Linked DNA regions of Mus musculus: region 1 is linked to region 2. The links are chromatin contacts, called in public promoter capture Hi-C maps. All regions are on one chromosome and are shown on one strand. The core of a region is the stretch at or near the end of the contact, and the rest is flanking DNA. Distances in the headings are between cores, read along the strand shown.

Evidence for each region. Promoter capture Hi-C pulls out the DNA fragments that hold promoters and counts their contacts.
Region 1: a contact with region 2 is called in a promoter capture Hi-C map of pre-B cells, with 4 times the contacts expected there. The contact joins the promoter of Kptn here to the promoter of Zswim9 in region 2. A contact is called at or near these places in 2 of 39 promoter capture datasets (cranial neural crest and pre-B cells) and 1 of 115 datasets of contacts at active chromatin or transcription factors (large pre-B cells).

The regions. Positions count from the first base shown.
Region 1 is chr7:16,118,622-16,121,321 of GRCm38.p6, forward strand. Kptn (kaptin) reads left to right here and starts at 1,255. Exons shown (of 12, transcript NM_133727.2): 1 at 1,255-1,560; 2 at 1,869-1,951; 3 at 2,091-2,175; 4 at 2,249-2,303. The coding sequence starts at 1,338.
Region 2 is chr7:13,277,466-13,280,165 of GRCm38.p6, forward strand. It overlaps Zswim9 (zinc finger SWIM-type containing 9), which reads right to left and starts at 1,256. Exons shown (of 5, transcript NM_177312.4): 1 at 1,179-1,256. It overlaps Lig1 (ligase I, DNA, ATP-dependent), which reads left to right and starts at 1,361. Exons shown (of 29, transcript NM_010715.3): 1 at 1,361-1,494; 2 at 2,683-2,700.

The sequences.
Region 1 (2,700 bases), core at 5-2,504, 2.8 Mb after region 2:
TTGATTGAAGTGGCAGATCCAGACCCCCTGAAAGGCCTCATAGCACCTGGCTGGTAAGCCCTCCATCACAGAAACCTCAGTCCAGATCCTGCTCTCCCTCAGCGTCGGGCTCAAACTTTGTAAAGCTCTTTGCATAGTTCTGGTGAGAAGTTTGTGAGGGACTCTCTAAAGGGTGTGATGGCACCAGGAGCAGTGTGAGTGGACAAGGTAGCCATGGGTCCTGCAGACTGTCACTATGAATGTTCACTAAAGCAGGTAGTCTCTTCTGCCATCAGGATGGACAGGTTAACTGATCTTTTCCCTGGTACAAGAATACACTTTACTGTTTTAAAGATAATATTGCTTAAAGAATTTACTTAACTCAGTTGGCCTATATAATAGATTCAAGAGTACCTTAGGGCCAGCAAGATGGCTCAGCAGATACTGGTGCTTGCTACCATGCCTAAGCAGTTCAATTGCTGAGACCCAGAAGGTGAAGGGAACTGACTCCCAGAGTTGTTCTCTGATCACATGCCATGGTACATGTGCCCATACAGAAACATACACATAAGTGTTTTAAAAATATTAAGAATACCTACTTTAGAAGGGCACGCCTGTGTTCTTGGCACGTGGCATACAGAGGTAAGAGGATTGTCACAAGTTTGTTGCCAGCCTGATTTGTAAATTATTGGTTCAGCCAAGGCTATGGAGTAAGATCCTGTCTCTAAAAGTAAAAAGTTTAGATATGTGCCTCCACTTCAGCTTGCTTATGAGTTTAAATAAATTGGCAGATCGAATGTGCTTATCCAAAAGGGTAGTAATTAGGTTTTATAATTGTTTTGTTGTTCAGATAGTTTTTGTTGGAGAATGAGTGTATTTATAGGAGTGCATGTGTGTGTAGAGAGAGACAGAAGTTGGGGGCTGGGAGTGTCTCCTGCAGACCGACGGGCCTGAAAACTACTTATTACTTAAGCTTAGCCTCTAACTTTGTAGAAGGGTTGAAACTGCTGCGACTGCCTCCACTTCCCAAGTGCTGTACTCACAGGAGTGTGTGCCCACCCACAGTTCAGGGTGATACTTATTCTCCTTTACACACTGCTTTCAGAGAGGCCCAGAGACGCCTCCATTCCCCCATCTCAAATCCTGGAAGGCCCTCTCCATAGCTCCGAAATGGGCAAGGACAGAACACTCAGTTGCAGAAGGGCAATTTTGTCTGGGCCGCCCAGTCAAGGAACCAAGCGCCATATTTGTAGAGGGCAGTAACCGCAGCTTCTTGACGTCATCAGTATGCGCTAGTGGAGGTTTCCTGACAGGTTGGGGAGCATCAGGCCATCTGGGACCGATCGCGGAGGGCCAGGATGGGGGAGGCGGCCGTGGCAGAGGGACCTTGTCCACTGCTGGAGGACAGCTTCACGCGCTTCTCGTCGCAAAGCAACGTGTACGGGCTTGCTGGAGGCGCGGACGGGCGAGGGGAGTTGCTGGCCGCCACTCTTAAAGGCAAGGTGCTCGGCTTCCGCTATCAAGACCTCCGACAGAAAATCCGGCCTGTGGCTAAAGAGCTGCAATTCAACTACATTCCCGGTGCGTGGCGCTGTGGTGCCTGGGGCGGGACTAGAGTCTGGTGTTGAGGATTCTAAGATTGTCACTGTGTTGCGAGGTCAGGGTCAAAACTGATAATCATTAGGGTTCGAGACAGTGGTCATCATGGCCTGAAAGTAGTTAGGGTTCAGGATTCCGCAAACATAAGTTATCAACAGCATAGTAGTCGGTGTTCAGAGGTCATGATGATAGCGGTCAGACGCCTGCATCTGCTGTGGTATGAAGTTAGTGTGGTTAGGCTGCAAGAGTGGAGACCTGCCTAATCAGTGAACTTTGAACTCCCCTCATAGTGGATGCTGAGATCGTCTCCATCGACACTTTCAACAAGTCACCCCCAAAACGGGGCCTGGTTGTGGGCATCACTTTTATAAAGGTACCACAGCACCCTCCACCTGTCCACGCCCTCCTCCTTAGTCACTGTGGATCCCACCAAGTCTCTCTCAAGTGCTCTGAATCTACTCCAAATGCCTGTCACCTCCCCTACCTCCCCTGAGAGAAGTTTCCACCCCCAGGACTCAGGAGACAAGGGCAGTCCGTTTCTTAACATTTACTGTGACTATGAGCCTGGCTCAGAGTACAACCTGGACTCTATTGCAGGTGAGTGGGGCTTAGGGGAGAGCGTAGCTGGGGCTGCCAGGGGCTGCTGGGCTTAACTTGTGTCCTTCTGCAGAGAGCTGCCTGAATTTGGAACTCCAGTTCACACCTTTCCAGCTGTGCCACGCAGAGTGAGTGACCCTGGGCACCCATGCTCTCCTACCCTTTCCTTGCACTCAGAGGCTTTTGCCCTATCTGGAAAACAAAAGGCTTTTCCTCTACTAAGGATTGGAAACAGGTAGTGTTAGGGGCCCAAAAGGTGATGGGAAGTATAGCCGGGAAGTGGGGTTTCACTGAGCTTTAGCAGACTGGAATCCACACACCTGCCATCACCAGTCTGGTTCTCGTGGTGCTTTTCAGAGTGAATGCAGCCAAGATGGTTACATTGTCGCCCCTCAGGTAGATCATTCCAGTGGGTTAATTGAGCACTGGGAACTCAACTTCCAAAATTCTAGATCTCTACTTCCCAGGCCTGGAATTGTTCTGTAGCCCGAGAAGCCCTGAGATTCCCAGATTTAAAAGATGCAA
Region 2 (2,700 bases), core at 6-2,505:
CCATCTCCACCTGGGTTACCACAATTTCATCATCAGACTGTCTTATCAGCTACTGCTGCCTCAGGTACGTCTCAGACAAATCAAAGTGGTTTCATTGTTTGCTTTCCAGATAGGAATCTCCATCCCATTTTTGTGGTTCACCTGTTGCCTTCCCAGATTCAGTTGGCATTTAATCAATTTCAATCCTAGTTCCAGTTGCCTTAGATGTGACCTCTAGGTACAAATGGAATCAGTTCTACATATCTTGCCTTTAGCTCAGCTGTGAGCATCTTTGCAAATGTATTCCCAGCTTCTTGCTAAGATTTCTCCTTCTTCCAGATGTGAGTCCTATGCCTGGTGATAATATCTAGTAGTCCCATTCATCTGTAGCTCCCTTTCCCACAAGTCTACATTTGAGTGTAACTCATATCTACTCTCATAGCTAAGGCATGAATCTCTCATCCCAGTCATAATCCTCATACACCTTTCTTCTCCCTAGGTGTATCAAATGTGCAGCTGTTGCCCCTCAGATATGACTGCCTTGAACTGCTACTTTGATCTGTGTTTTTTGCTTCCCAGAGATGCTCTTATCTCCAGATGTGCTGCCCATGTCCAGTCAGGGATCATTCGCCTACAGGGGTGTGGCCCACTTGTGGCAAATTCAACTCAGAAGTGTCACCAATAGTCATCTTTGGTCCATACTCCTAAGACTTATTCTCCTCCTGGGCCAAGTTGCAGTCCCCTCTTCCCAGAAATTGCTACTATTCTCAATGTGTATCTTCGTTTTGGACACGGCGCCTTGTCCTCAGATGGGCTTCTTCACTACTAATGCTCCCCCGGGCCCCCACGTCCCGCTGAGCCTCTTGTCCCTTGCACAGCCCCTTTTATCCAGTTCCCACCTCTCGAGACTCTCTCAACCTGTCTCTCCGCTGCTCCTCCCGGCCTGACCATCCCACATAGCGGTGCTTCTCCACTCCTAAAGCTGTGCACCCTTCCGGCCCCCTCCCCCTCAACTCACCTACCCAACCCAAAGCGGCGTCCACCTCCCACAATGCCTCGCGCCCAAGCCCAGCCCGGCCCTTGCTCCCGGGATGCCCCGCGCGGTATCCCGCCTTTCTTCCCCTAGTGCCTGGCAAGGTGGCTTTCCACCAACCCTTCTCTTCTCCCCGACTGTCACCCTTACGACCTCGCAGGCTCACCGGCTCATCCACAGGGAGGACAGGCTTGGGGCCGCTTCCCAGCATGCTGTGCGGGACAGCGCCCCTCCCTCTCCCCACTCTGTCCCATTTCTAGGCTGCCTCACGCTCTAGAGACTACAACTCCCAGCAGCCTCCGGGCGATAGTTGCGGCACGCGCTACTCGCAGGCCCCCGCCCTTGCTCGTCTCCGCCCCCTCCCGCCAAAGTGCGCGCGAAATCTGTGTGGCGCGAATTTGGGGATTTCGGGTTTGCGTCTCTGAGCGAGCGAGCGAGCGAGTGAGCGAGTGTGGCGGCGTCCGGCAAAGTGATTTGGAGAGGCAAGTGGGGACGTGGGCACGGGCTTGGGGCTGGGGTCGGCGAGAGTGCCGAGCGCTTGTCGCCAGTGAGCTTTGCAGGTTCCGGGTGCGGCCAGCGGAACGGGAATGGGGACGTCGCGGCGACCGAGGGCGCAGGAGAGAGGGCAGCAAGGAGCCGTGTACAGGGAGAGCCACTGGCTGACTGGCTGACTGATTGACTGGTTGACCAAGGCCGCAGGAGTTTTGGTGTCTGCGGAGGACTGGTGGCGGCTTGGAAGGGCGTGACTAGGGAGAAAGCCTGGCGGTGGGCGTGGCCATCAGAATTAGTGGCGCCAAGAGAAGAGGGGCGGCCTGGGGCCGGAAAGGAAGGCTTGAGTGTGGTGTTTCACCCTGGACGCCTGCTATCAATCGGTGTGGGATGCTTGGTGTTATGGGACGCTTGTAATGAAAGCAAGGTGACGTCATTGGTCAGATAGTGGTCCGATTTGAAGACTAGAGAAGCTTGGCGCGATGAGTGTCAGGAGCCAGGGAAAAGGTGAGCTTGGCTGCCAGAAGGGGCACGGATGGGATAAGACTGGAGATCTGCAGACACTTAGGGGAGGGTCAGGTCTTGTTGCTTAGTGTATATGGAGTTGAAGAGGCAGAGAAACTTGAACAGGGAGGACAGAGGGAAGTTGTCAGGGTGAGGATGGACATTTGGAAAGGGAAGCTGGCCTTTGGCATTTGGCAGCCAAGGAAGGCTTCAGATATAGCTTAGTGGTACAGTGTTTTCCTAGCAGCAACAGACCCTGCCTGGGTTCTATCTTCAGTAATATAAAGGGGAAGGGGGCAGATAACGAAACTTAACTCTCAAAGAATAAAAATGTGAAAAAAAATAAATGTCAGTAAAATTTTCTCATTCTATGGAGAGCAGTCACCATTAAGATAGATCCACCTGTATCTATCCCATAATGCTGGGTTTACAGGCATGTACAACCATGCCTGCCTGACATTATTATTATTATTATTATTATAACATGGGTGCTGGAGATTCAAACTCATGTTCTCTCTCTCTTTTTAACAGCAGGCACTCTTACCCACTGAGCCGTCTCGGCAGTCCCTGAATACACTTGTTCTTTTATTTCCTTAAGAGTTGTGTTCCCCTTTCCCCCAAGTCTTAGTCTCTGGCACAGCCAATATCCTTAGCTGGTCTTTGGATTTCTTTTTCAGGTACAACTGATGAGAAAA